2 separate regions of the Macaca mulatta genome follow, and region 1 is linked to region 2. A link is a contact called in public Hi-C data. All regions are on one chromosome and are shown on one strand. The core of a region is the stretch at or near the end of the contact, and the rest is flanking DNA. Distances in the headings are between cores, read along the strand shown.

What was found. Hi-C and Micro-C count contacts between places; a contact is called where the count stands out from the background.
Region 1: a Hi-C map of liver shows a contact between it and region 2, with 3 times the contacts expected there. The contact joins the promoter of ATP6V0E2 here to the promoter of ZNF862 in region 2. A contact is called at or near these places in 3 of 14 Hi-C or Micro-C datasets (fetal cortex germinal zone, fetal cortical plate and liver).

Annotation. Positions count from the first base shown.
Region 1 is chr3:189,676,652-189,681,913 of T2T-MMU8v2.0, forward strand. ATP6V0E2 (ATPase H+ transporting V0 subunit e2) reads left to right here and starts at 3,252. Exons shown (of 4, transcript XM_077997708.1): 1 at 3,252-3,452; 2 at 4,876-4,923. The coding sequence starts at 3,259.
Region 2 is chr3:189,641,393-189,647,476 of T2T-MMU8v2.0, forward strand. ZNF862 (zinc finger protein 862) reads left to right here and starts at 3,438. Exons shown (of 8, transcript NM_001266842.1): 1 at 3,438-3,502. The coding sequence starts at 3,479.

The DNA of each region.
Region 1 (5,262 bases), core at 2,002-4,501, 35 kb after region 2:
TTACCTTTGTGCCAGAAATGTTCCATCAAGACTTACCTGGCTGAGTGGTAGCTTTCTGGCCTCTGTTGGGGGCTGGGAATTCTTCACCCAAAGCTCACATTCCCTTTCAAGTCTACAAGTGATCTCTGGTTTGGCAGCAGCATGCACCGTAGGGAGAAAGACAGCCGAGCGCCCCTAACCCACACCGAGCACACATAGACCCATGTCAGTCCTGAAGCCTGACTTGTACCACCCGTTTAATGCCCTGGGCTCACCCCATCAATTTGGGACAGGTTGGGTAGGTTGTAAACCTAAGAAAGCTCCAGAAACAGGCAGGGCCTGGCATACAGGTAGGAATGTTTATTTCAGGGCAATAACAGGAGTGCCAAGGGCTGATAAAACAGTGCAATTGTCATAATATGTTTTCCCACTGCCAGGGGCCCTTGAAGGAAAAACAGGCTCAACCAGTCACAGAGACAACCATGCTCTAGGTCTAGTTCTCCCTGACCCCACAGGCCAGGAGCGCCCCTATTAGATGGCAAGCAAGTAAGGGGCCAAGGTCCTCACCCAGCAAGACTCCCAGCTCCTAATTCCTTCTTGTCACATCCTGGTACAATTCCTTCTACTCCTCATGGCCACCAGAACAATGGGTGGGAGATAGGTGGTCACATCCTTAAATGTCACAGGCCTTACTTGCAAAGACCTGAGCAGAAGCCCTAGGGGTGAGCTGAGAGTGTGGAGGAGACACTGGAGTAGGAAGGAGAAGCCTTGGCCATGTGTTTTGGCTCTTCTACTGATGAGCTGTGTGGGCCTAGGCAAGTTACTTCACTTCTCTGGGCCTCAGTTTTATCACCTGTAAAGCGATAGGATTGCCTCAGAGAGCCTCTAAGATCCCTTTCAGCTAAAAACAAAGTTCTAGAAAATAAATACGTGGTACTGTGGAACTCCGGGGAGCTGTTTGATCGGGTGAATAGTTTACCCATGGAAATGGGGCTCCGGCACAAAGCTGCTCACATCTTCTAGTCAGGCTCCAGGGAACAGCAAGAGCTTGTGGGCCCAGATGAGGCTTTAGTGGTTGGAAAAGGAGCCAGTTCCTGGTTTTAATCCCTTCATGGACCTCAGACTATCACAAAGCTGCCAAACAAATGACACATGCAATCACATGCAAATTAGGACAGAAATGAAACATCAAAAACATGAAAGGAAAGAGAGCTACAGGCTGCTAACATGAGTGGCTGCTCAGGCTCAGCACTGCTTTTGCTTCCGGCCAAAGCCAAGACAAAGGAGCAGAGGCAAGAAAGGAAATACATTGCACTCTACAGCTGTCATTTTATACAGAGATTTTTTTTTTTTTTTTTCCAGAACAAAATTCAAAAAAGTCCATCTTTTTTGAGCTACGGAACTTTCCTGGTGCTTTTTTTTTTTTTTTTTTTTTTGAGATGGAGTCTCGCTCTGTCTCCCAGGCTGGAGTATAGTGCTGCGATCTCAGCTCACTGCAAGCTCAGCCTCCCGGGTTTACACCATTCTCCTGCCTCAGCTTCCAGAGTAGCTGGGACTACAGGCGCCCGCCACCTCGCCCGGCTAAATTTTTTGTATTTTTAGTGCAGACAGGGTTTCACTATGTCAGCCAGGATGGTCTTGATCTCCTGACCTCGTGATCCGCCCGCCTGGGCCTCCCAAAGTTCTGGGATTACAGGCGTGAGCCACTGCACCCAGCCCTCATGGTGATTTTTTGAAGGCCTCAATCGACAGCCTCTTAACTCTATCTCCTGGATGCCAAGTGCACCCTTATCCTAGGCCAGTGTTCTCAACAATGCACACACTCTGGATGAGAAAGATAACCATTGTTTACAAGCTAGCTAAACTCTCACCTCCTCTAGGGAGTCTTCCTGGATTTCTCCACCCTCTGAATTCTCATAATGGGCATTTGGCTACCTTGATCACAGGGCTCTTAGAACTGTGCTGGCCAGCATTATGATTTTACCAGAATATATCACTCCTCAACTACTTTAGAAACCCCTCGAAGGCTAAGATGGTATTTTATACCTAACAGTTTGGTGTCACCCCACGCCCACCCCCAACATGCATGAATTTAAAGGATGGATAGTGAGGTTTCAACTATGGAACAGAGAAGGGCGGATGTGACTGGTTCTTGCTTTCAGAAAACCGCCAGGAGCACACATCGCTGACGGGGTCAGTGCAAGGGCAGGCACATTTCCCTTCCGCATCACGTGGGGACTGCGCCTCCCCATGTCATGAAGCCAGGGAATATGTGTGGCCGGCTGCTTAGGGTAGCACTTGTTGCCAGAGACAGCGCCTGGAGGCCACTGGTCTGTAAAAGGGATCTCTACAGAAGATGCGGATTTTTGATTGCCACAGAAGGGATATGTGAGATCCAAACGCCCAAGGAGGAAAGCAGGCTCTTAAGTCTCTTCCAGCCCTGATGGAACAAACTACCGAGCCTTATTATGCTAGGTGTTTTCCACATGCCTATTCATTTAATCCTCCAGGAACCTTGTAAGAACGGCCATCCCATTTTATATTTAAACAAACTGTAGCTACTGACGCAAGGAGTCAGGGATCTAATCCCAAAGCCTCTGCCGGGTTCGCTACAGATGGATGTCCGCGAGGATGCCAGGCCTCCGCCTCCCGCCGGGTCTCTGAACGCCGGCTCGGCCGGTCCAACCTCATTCCGCTTCCCGCCACCGAGACGCGAAGCCCCCGCCTGCCCCCAAACGTCTCTGCGCCGCTGGCGCCTTTCTGGCTCCACCGCCTCCGACCCCAGGCCCCGGTCCCCGCCCGCCGCTCCGCTTGTCCTGGGAGTGAGGAGAACGCGTGCCGAGGACCCGGCCAGTAGGTCGGCGGGCACCGCCCTCCCGCTGCGTCTCTGAGGGCGAGGCCATTGCTCCCGCGTCAGACCCCCGCATGGCCGTCAGGTCCGGGGCGGCCCAGGCTGCGGGTCCGCAGGGCGCTTCGGGCCGAGCCGGCGGGGCGCGTACAGGCAGAGAACGCCCCGAAGACCACTGGGGTGGGATCCCAAGCTCCAGGGGCTTTTGGAAATAAGAATGCGGCATGACGTTGGCTGTGTGGGCTCGGGGCGGACGCGGACGGCCTCACCCCGTCAACCTCGGCGTTTCTCTCGGTCCGCGGCCCCGCTCAGCCAATCAGCGAGTGGGCTCCTAGGCAGGTCTTGAGTGACAGCGCGGCGGGCTGGGTCCGGAGGTGCGCGTGCGCGGACCGGCCCGGCTGATCGCTTTGGGCGCTCGACTCCTGTTGCGCATGCTCAGCGCGCTGCCCGGCCGGGGACCCGCGCATCTGCAGCGCCCGCTGCTCGGCCCTGCATCCCACCTGGGCATCCTGCGTCCGGCCATGACGGCGCACTCATTCGCCCTCCCGGTCATCATCTTCACCACGTTCTGGGGCCTCATCGGCATCGCCGGGCCCTGGTTCGTGCCGAAGGGACCCAACCGCGGGTAAGGAAGGCGCACAGGCACTGCAGACCTCTCCACTCTGGCCCCTTGGCCGGGCTCTCCCCTCCGCCCCGGGGCGGCGGCTTCCTGCCCAGCAGCGAGCGTCCGCAGGAGGGACGCCAGGAACCCGGACGCCACCTGTGAGGTCTCTCTGCACCTGGGTCTCTGACAGCCGGGAACAGGCAGGAGGTGGGGCGAGAGGGCATATACAGAAGGTAAAGAGAAGAGTGACATTGGAGATGGCTGTCATCCCTCCTGCAGCCAGTAAAGGGCACAGGTGGCACTGACGCAGTTTCTCCACTCCTTGCTAGCTGTGTGACCTGGAGCCAATATCAAGTCTCAGTTTCTTTATGGGTAAAATGGAGATAATGTCGACTCCTGCCTTAAAAGGCTGCTGTGAGGATGACCTGCGGTAACGCATTTAAAACCCCTCGAGTGCATGGCACTTTGTAGGTATGGGATAAGTTTCGCTGGCGTTATTTTTCGAAGGTCCTCTAGCAGATTGCTGCGCCATTCACCAGTTTCTGCGTCATATTATCCTCAGTTGCAAAGCACCCTTCCCTTGACTGCATGTTCCCAGAGGCTGGAGTTTGTCCAATTCACCATTGTCTACCCAGCGCCCAGCCAGGACTGGCACAACCTGCTTAGTAATGTTGAAAAAGGGACCCAGTGCTCCTGTCTCCAGCACCAGCTTGCAGTGCTTTACATCAAAGATCAAGGGCCTGGTTTGGATTAGAGTTAGCTTTGCCCAAAGGCCCTTTGGACTTGTGAGTGCTGCCTTTGTTCTTAAAGACGAGCAAGGCTTGGGATCCCACAGCTTCACTTTGTAAACCATTTTCATGTCTTGCATCTCCTGCTAATCTTGGTGAGTTCTCGCTTCAGTTTGACTGAAATTTCTCCTGCTGCACTTGAAGCTTCTGTCTCTGGTCTTTGAGTACACACAAAGTGGCTAGTCCCTGTTCTCTTTGTAACAAGTCACCGGGCCTCAGAAGTGGCTCACAGGCTGCCTGCTTCTTGTCCTGTCTTCTAGCCTATTGTTTTCCTTCCCCTTGCTCCATGAATTTTGAATTCCACAGACCACTCCCTGGTGGGTTTCCACAAATGCAGCTCTGAGCACTGCCTTTCCGCAACACATCTGCATTAAGATGGAGAAATACTGGGTGGTAGAGAAGGGAGATGAAGGGAAGGATTCTTAAGGCAACTTGGATGTGGTCAAGGTTGGCCTCTCTGTGAGGTGACACTTTCAGTTTTTATTTTCTGGCTTGCTATTCTTACCCTGAGTAGAACTCAGCCTCCTGTGTTCAGGAGGCATCAGGAAGGCCAATGGAAAAGAGCTGACACCAGGAGCTCTTCTTGCTCTGCTCCTGGCCAGGCATTGTGAGGTGCTGGCTGCATCTGTCCTGACCCGTGTCCTCTTCTGCTGCAGAGTGATCATCACCATGCTGGTCGCCACCGCCGTCTGCTGTTACCTCTTGTAAGTACTACTCTCCCCAGCTCAAAATCAGCCAGTTCCTTTGTCCTCCCTCCTTTCTTCTTCACCCTAGCCTGCTCTTCCTTCTGTCCTGGTAGTAAATGCCTTTTGAAAGGCTGAACCTATAAAACAACAGGAGTGGAGGTGGTGTGGAATGGGAAAGAGAGCAGTGGGCCAGAAGTCATGAACCCTGGGCTCTGGATCTGGCTCTGCCCCAGTGTTCTGGCCCTGTGGGCTGTAGTTTTCTCACCTGGGCAAGGAAGGAGTTGGCCACATCAGTGCTGTCTGTGCCTGACTGGGTCACCTGGAGTGATTGTTCAAACAGTTTTCAGGCTGCACCCT
Region 2 (6,084 bases), core at 2,188-4,687:
AGTTTGAGGCCAGCCTGGGCAACATAGTGAGATCCCAGCCCTACAAAAAGTGAAAAAACAACTAGCCAGGTGTGGTGGCACACTCCTGTAGTCCTAGCTACTCGGAAGGGTGAGGCGGGAGGATCCCTTAAGCCCGGGAGGTCAAGACTGCAGTGAGCCAAGATCATGCAGCTGCACTCCAGTTTGGGTGACAGAGTGAGACCCTATCTCTTAAAAAAAAAAAAAAATTAAATTAAAAAAATAAGTGCCCATGCCCCATCGTAGGCCTATTAAATCAGGATGTTTGAAAGGTCCATGGGTGACTCCAATGTGCAGCTGGAATTGGGAATCACTTTCCTACCATTATAATTACTCCAGTGCAAGTACTGTTCACTCCCTTGCTTTTCTGTGCCTCCTTCATACCCACCTGGCATGGCCGGGCGCGGTGGCTCACGCCTGTTATCCCAACACTTTGGGAGGCTGAGGTGGGTGGATCATGAGGTCAGGAGATTGAGACCAACTTGGCTAACACGGTGAAACCCCGTCTCTACTAAAAATACAAAAAATTAGCCGGGCGTGGTGGTGGGCACGTGTAGTCCCAGCTAGTCAGGAGGCTGAGGCAGGAGAATGGCATGAACCCGGGAGGCGGAGCTTGCAGTGAGCCCAGATCGCGCCACTGCACTCCAGCCTGGGCAACAGAGCGAGACTCCGTCTCAAAACAAACAAACAAACAAACAAAATACCTGGCAATACTCCAAGCCAGGATGAAGCCAAATATCTGCCCAGCTTTCTGCTTCTAAACAGAATTTCACAGCTAGGCTTTTTTTAACCTTAAATTTGTGATCATAACCTTCAAATTGGCCTCTAATTCAAGGTTTGAGGTAAGCTCTATTTCCCATTCTCCAAGATGACTTGGTATACCTTCTATTCCCCCACTTCATTTTCATGAGGTGATCTTGTCTCAAAAAGACATCATCGGATGGAAATTCCGTCAGTAAATCTACAAACAAATGTACATCTACTCCATCTTCTTCTTCCCTCCTGGCATAATCAAGTGTTCCTACACGGGCCAGACACAGTGGTTCATGCCTGTAATTCCAGCACTTTGGGAGGCCAGTGCAGGTGAATCACTTGAGGTCAGGAGTTCAAGACCAGCCTGGCCAACATGGTGAAATCCTGTCTCTACTGAAAATACAGAAATTAGCAGGGTGTGGTGGTGCACGCCTGTAGTTCCAGCTACTCAGGAGGCTGACGCAGGGGAATTGTTTGAACCTGGGAGGTGGAGGTTGCAGTGAGCCAAGATTGTGCCACTGCACTCCAACCTGGGCAACAGAGCGAGACTCCGTCTCAAAAAAAAAAAAAAAAAAAAAAAAAAGGAAAAAAAAGAAGTGTTCCTATCCCTAGGAAGGGTCCTTGATACTCTGTTTCTAGACCCTCCTGCTTTCTCAAGGACTTGGTCCTTGCACTATCCCCCTTTGAATCATCAGTTTCCTTCCTATCAACACAGAAACAAGATTTTGTGTCTCATATCTTAGTCTCACTGCTTTGATTCCCCATTTCCCCCTAGATACTGCTCCATTTTTCTTGGGAAGATGGAAAACCTTTTATGGAAAAACGTGTCAAAAGAATGATTTACCCTAGCTGTCCTCCAGTTTTTTAACCCCCAAAAGAGAATCTGTTATAAAGACATGGATAACTCATGGGTAAAAATATAGCTCTTCAAGGTAGTGATATAGCCGAGGTGGGGAGTGGCAGGCCACTTGGAATCCATAGAGTCCTCACTGTCTGCCTTCTCCTCCACATTTCTTGTGTCTCATTCTTCTTTTTCAGTAATGCAGACTCCTCTACACTCCTCGAACAGAGTTTAGGTCTATTGTACCTTGGCCAGAAGAGCAGAGTTGGATAATGGAAAATGCTTACTTGAAGCCTGTGTAACATGGCGAAACTCTGTCTCTACTAAAAATACAAAAAACTTAGTTGGCCATTGTCTTAATCTGTGTGTGCTGCTATAACAAAATCCCTGGAACTAGGTAATTTATAAATTATGGATACTTATTTCTCATGGTTCTGGAGGCTGGGAAATCCAAGATCAAAGCACCAGTAGTGTCTGTGTCTGGTGAGAGCCTGGTCTCTGCTTCCAGGAGGGCACCTTGTTGCTGTGTCCTCACATGGCAAAAGGCAGAGGGGCACAAGGGCAAAGGGCCTAGCTAGTTCCCCCAGCATGCATGTGGTCACTAACACCTTCATGAAGGCACATCCCTGCCCTGGCCCCCTAAAAGTCTTTTTTTTTTTTTTTTTTTTTTTCGAGACATGGCCTTGCTCTGTCACCCAGGCTGGAGTGCAGAAGCATCATCCTGGCTCACTGCAGCCTCGGCCACCCAGGCTCAAGTGATACTTCCACCTCACAAGATTATTTTATTTGATTTTTATAGAGATGGGATCTCTCACTATGTTGCACAGGCTGGTCTCAAACTACTGGGCTCAAGTGATCCTCCTGTCTCAGCCTCCCAAAGAGTTGGGATTAGAGGTGTAAGCCACCACACTCAGACAAAACTTCTTACAAGGACACTAATCCCACCATAAGGGCCTTACCCTCACGACTTCATATAAACTTCCCAAACGCCCTATCTCCTGGGAGAGGAACACCAGTCAGTCCATTGCACCTCCCTTATCTGGCAGACCCCCACCTCTTGCTTTAATTCTGCTCAGGCATCACTTCCTCAGGAAATCCTTGACTAAGCACCTCATATCCCCCACCGCTTCACTCTAAGGTGACAAGGCGGGCTTTAATTCATGTTTTGTGCTTACCTCTTTCATGGCACTTGTCTCTGTTTTGTAATTATCTGTTTCCGGTCTGATTCCCTAACAGGTCGTGAGTCCCTTGAAGGCAAGGCCTTTGTCTCATTCAACTGTGTTCTCCCAAACCCTAGAACACGGCCTGACCCGTGGTAGGCAACCAATGATACTTTTTGAGTGAATAAAACAAAAAGTATTGCCCTCCTTAATAAAAGAAAACCTAGAACCTTCAAGGTTGACATTGGCCTTCGCGTAGCCCAATCACAGCTCTTTGCCCTTGCTGCAAGGACTAAAGGACGCCACGCGGCCGTTGCCTAGTAACTATCGCCGGAGGGAGGCGGGGAGGGCCGAAAGCGCGCCGCCGGCGTCCAATCAGGGCGTGCATTCCGGGAGCCAATAGCAGCTTCGAGAGCTGCTCACCTAGAGCCGACTACACTTCCCGTCATGCCCCGCCGTCCGGGGCTGGGCAGTGGCCGTAAAGCTGTTCGCTCGGTACGACGCGAGTCCCAGCTCAGCGCCTATCCTGGGTCCACGGGCGCTACCGCCCCCCGACGTGAGAGAGCGAAGTTCTCGGGCCGCGCTCCCTCCCTGCCTGGGTGCCCTCCCTCTCCGGGAGCCTGGGTCCCCGGGGCGGTCGCGGCGGCTGCATCCTCAGGCCAGGCCGCGGGGGGAGGGGGCGGCACGGGCCTCCGAAAGCGGGGCCATGGAGCCCAGAGAGTCGGGGAAGGTAGGACTGGAAGGCCCGGGGGCCGCCCGCTCCCTCCCGAGGATCCCTGAGCCGGGCTCGGGCGAGGCGGGGCGGCTCGGGCGGAGGCCCCGCAGATGAGCCAGGCTTGCAGGGAAGGACTCGCCGACCCGCCCTCTGTTCCCGCACTTCGGCGGCCGACCCCGGGAGGGTGGCGGAGAGGAGCGGACGCGCCCGTTCGGTGTTCGCGCATCCTCCCGGAGCTGGCGAGTGGCCGCTGGGTCTATGCTGGGTTGGGTGACCCCCGAGTGTAGCGATGCGAAGGTGCTTCCTGTTTCGCCCACCACCTTCGGCATTTTGAAGAGGCCGGGCTAAGGCTTGGAGTCTGGATCGGACGCCAGTGGGAGCCGCAGGGTGGGACGCTTGAGGGCTTGGCCCTGCCTAGATCCTGCTTCCCAAGAAAGGGCTGAAAGGAGAGGGCATCTGGCATGCTTTTTGCCACTTCTGTTTCTAGGTTATGTACTTCATGGAATATCTGGGCATTGCTTAGAAACCTGTGTCATAAATGGGCTTTGGGCAAGAGGCTTTGAGTTGGAAGAAAAGGTGGAAAGAAAGTGCTTGGGGGTGGAGTTCAGGGATTTGACGGGATTACCAGCGCTTCCAGGCCGTGTCAGCAAAGACCAGTGTGGTTGTGGGCACATTAGCTTGGAGACAGTGGCAGCCTCTTGGGACTAACATCTTTCTGGATGTTGTTTGCTGCCAGTTCTCGAGGATTGTTTCTTATTTGGCACAGAGGAGAATTCTCTCAACAAACGTTTTCCACTGTTTATTGAGTCCCTTAAAAAATTGTCCATTTAATAAACATTTGTAATCTGTGATTTGAATTGAACGAGATGCTGGAAGTATGAGGATAAATAGGAAATGATCACCTTTCTCAAGGAGCTCCCCTGCAGTTTTCACTTCAATAACTTGGACACGCCTGGAAGGGTTGTCCCACACCAAAAGAGAGAAAAGGATAATGTTCTTTTGATGCTGTAGTTTTTCCTGGGAAGACTAGGAAGGACTCTGAATTTCAAAAGAGGTGATTTCTCGCATGAGCATCTCTTCCATCCTCCCTTCCCTCCACAAGCTACAGTGATGCATTTTCCAGACACGGCACCTACAGAGTACAGGGTCCAAGACAAAGCTCAACAAGGCCCAAGAAAAGCTGGAGCTTATGGGCCTTACCCTTTAGAAATATCCCCGGATTGATTTAGATTGAACCTGAATTTGAATAAAGAGGAGCAAAATGTAGGGGGAAGAAGGATTATAAAATATTGGGATTGATATTGGAATCAGTGATTTGAGGTTGATTTCCAAGCTATTCTGTTTAGTCGTAGACTTTCTTAGCCTTTAATGGGAGAAGAGAGAAATACGGTCATGCGCTGTAGAACAAGGTTTCCATCAACACGGCTGTCATGTACATTCCCTGTGACTACAGTGGGGCTGAGAAATTCCTATCACCTGGTGACATCATGATCCCGACCCTGTGTAGGCTTAGGCTAATGTGTGTGTTTGTGTCTTAGTTTTTAACAAAACTTAAAAAGTAAAAAAAAAAAAAAAAATTTAAAATAGAAAACCTCATAGAATATAAAGAAAAATACCTTTTGTTGACGGAATGGTTTGCTAGAAAATAAATAAAAATACAAAAATATTTAAAGAAAAATATTGTACAGATGTACAATGTGTGTTTAGCTAAGCGTTATTACAAGAGTCGAAAGTTTAAAAAATTAAGTTTATAAAACAATTACAATAAGCTAGGGTTCATTTATTGAAGAAAAAAATTTTTAATAAATTTGGTGTAGCCTTAGTGTGCAGTGTTTATAAAGTCTACAGAAGTGTTCAGTCATATCCTAGGCCTTCACATTCACTCACTCACCCACCCACCCACCCACCCAGAGCAACTTCCAGTTCTGCAAGCTCCATTCATGGTAAGTGCCCAATACAGATGTACCCTTTTTTTTTTTTTGTCTTTTCTACCGTATTTTTACTGTACCTTTTCTATGTTTAGATACGCAAATACGTACCAGGTGTTACAGTTGCCTACAGTTTTCAGTACAGTAACATACTGTGCAGGATTGTAGCCTAAGGGCAAAAGGGTATACCATATAGCCTAGTTGTGTAGTAGGCTGTACCATGTAGGTTTGTGTAAGTACACTCTGTGATGTTCCACAATGACAGAATTGCCTAAGGACACATTTCCCAGAACTTATCCCCGTTGTTAAGCAATGCATGACTGTACAAACATTTTGGGAGGTAGAGGAGAAACCTGATTCCTTTTCTGGTCCAACCACTAAGTGAAACCTCAGAAACTGGAAATTTCACCCTTGATTCTAATCTTTATTTTAAGGTGTCTCAGAAAGATGCTCGCCCTTCCCAAATACAGTTGTTTTCTAATATGGGAAATGAGAACTTCATACAAGAATGAAATAAAGTAATTACAAAACCAACTGGCAGTGTAAGATGTATTGCAAATGAATGACAAGGAATAGCGGTGCTGTTCTACAGCTCCACTCTGAACAGCATTTTATGGCTCGGAACTGGGAGACTACCTTGTGAGATAGTGATTTGGTCTATTACTAGAC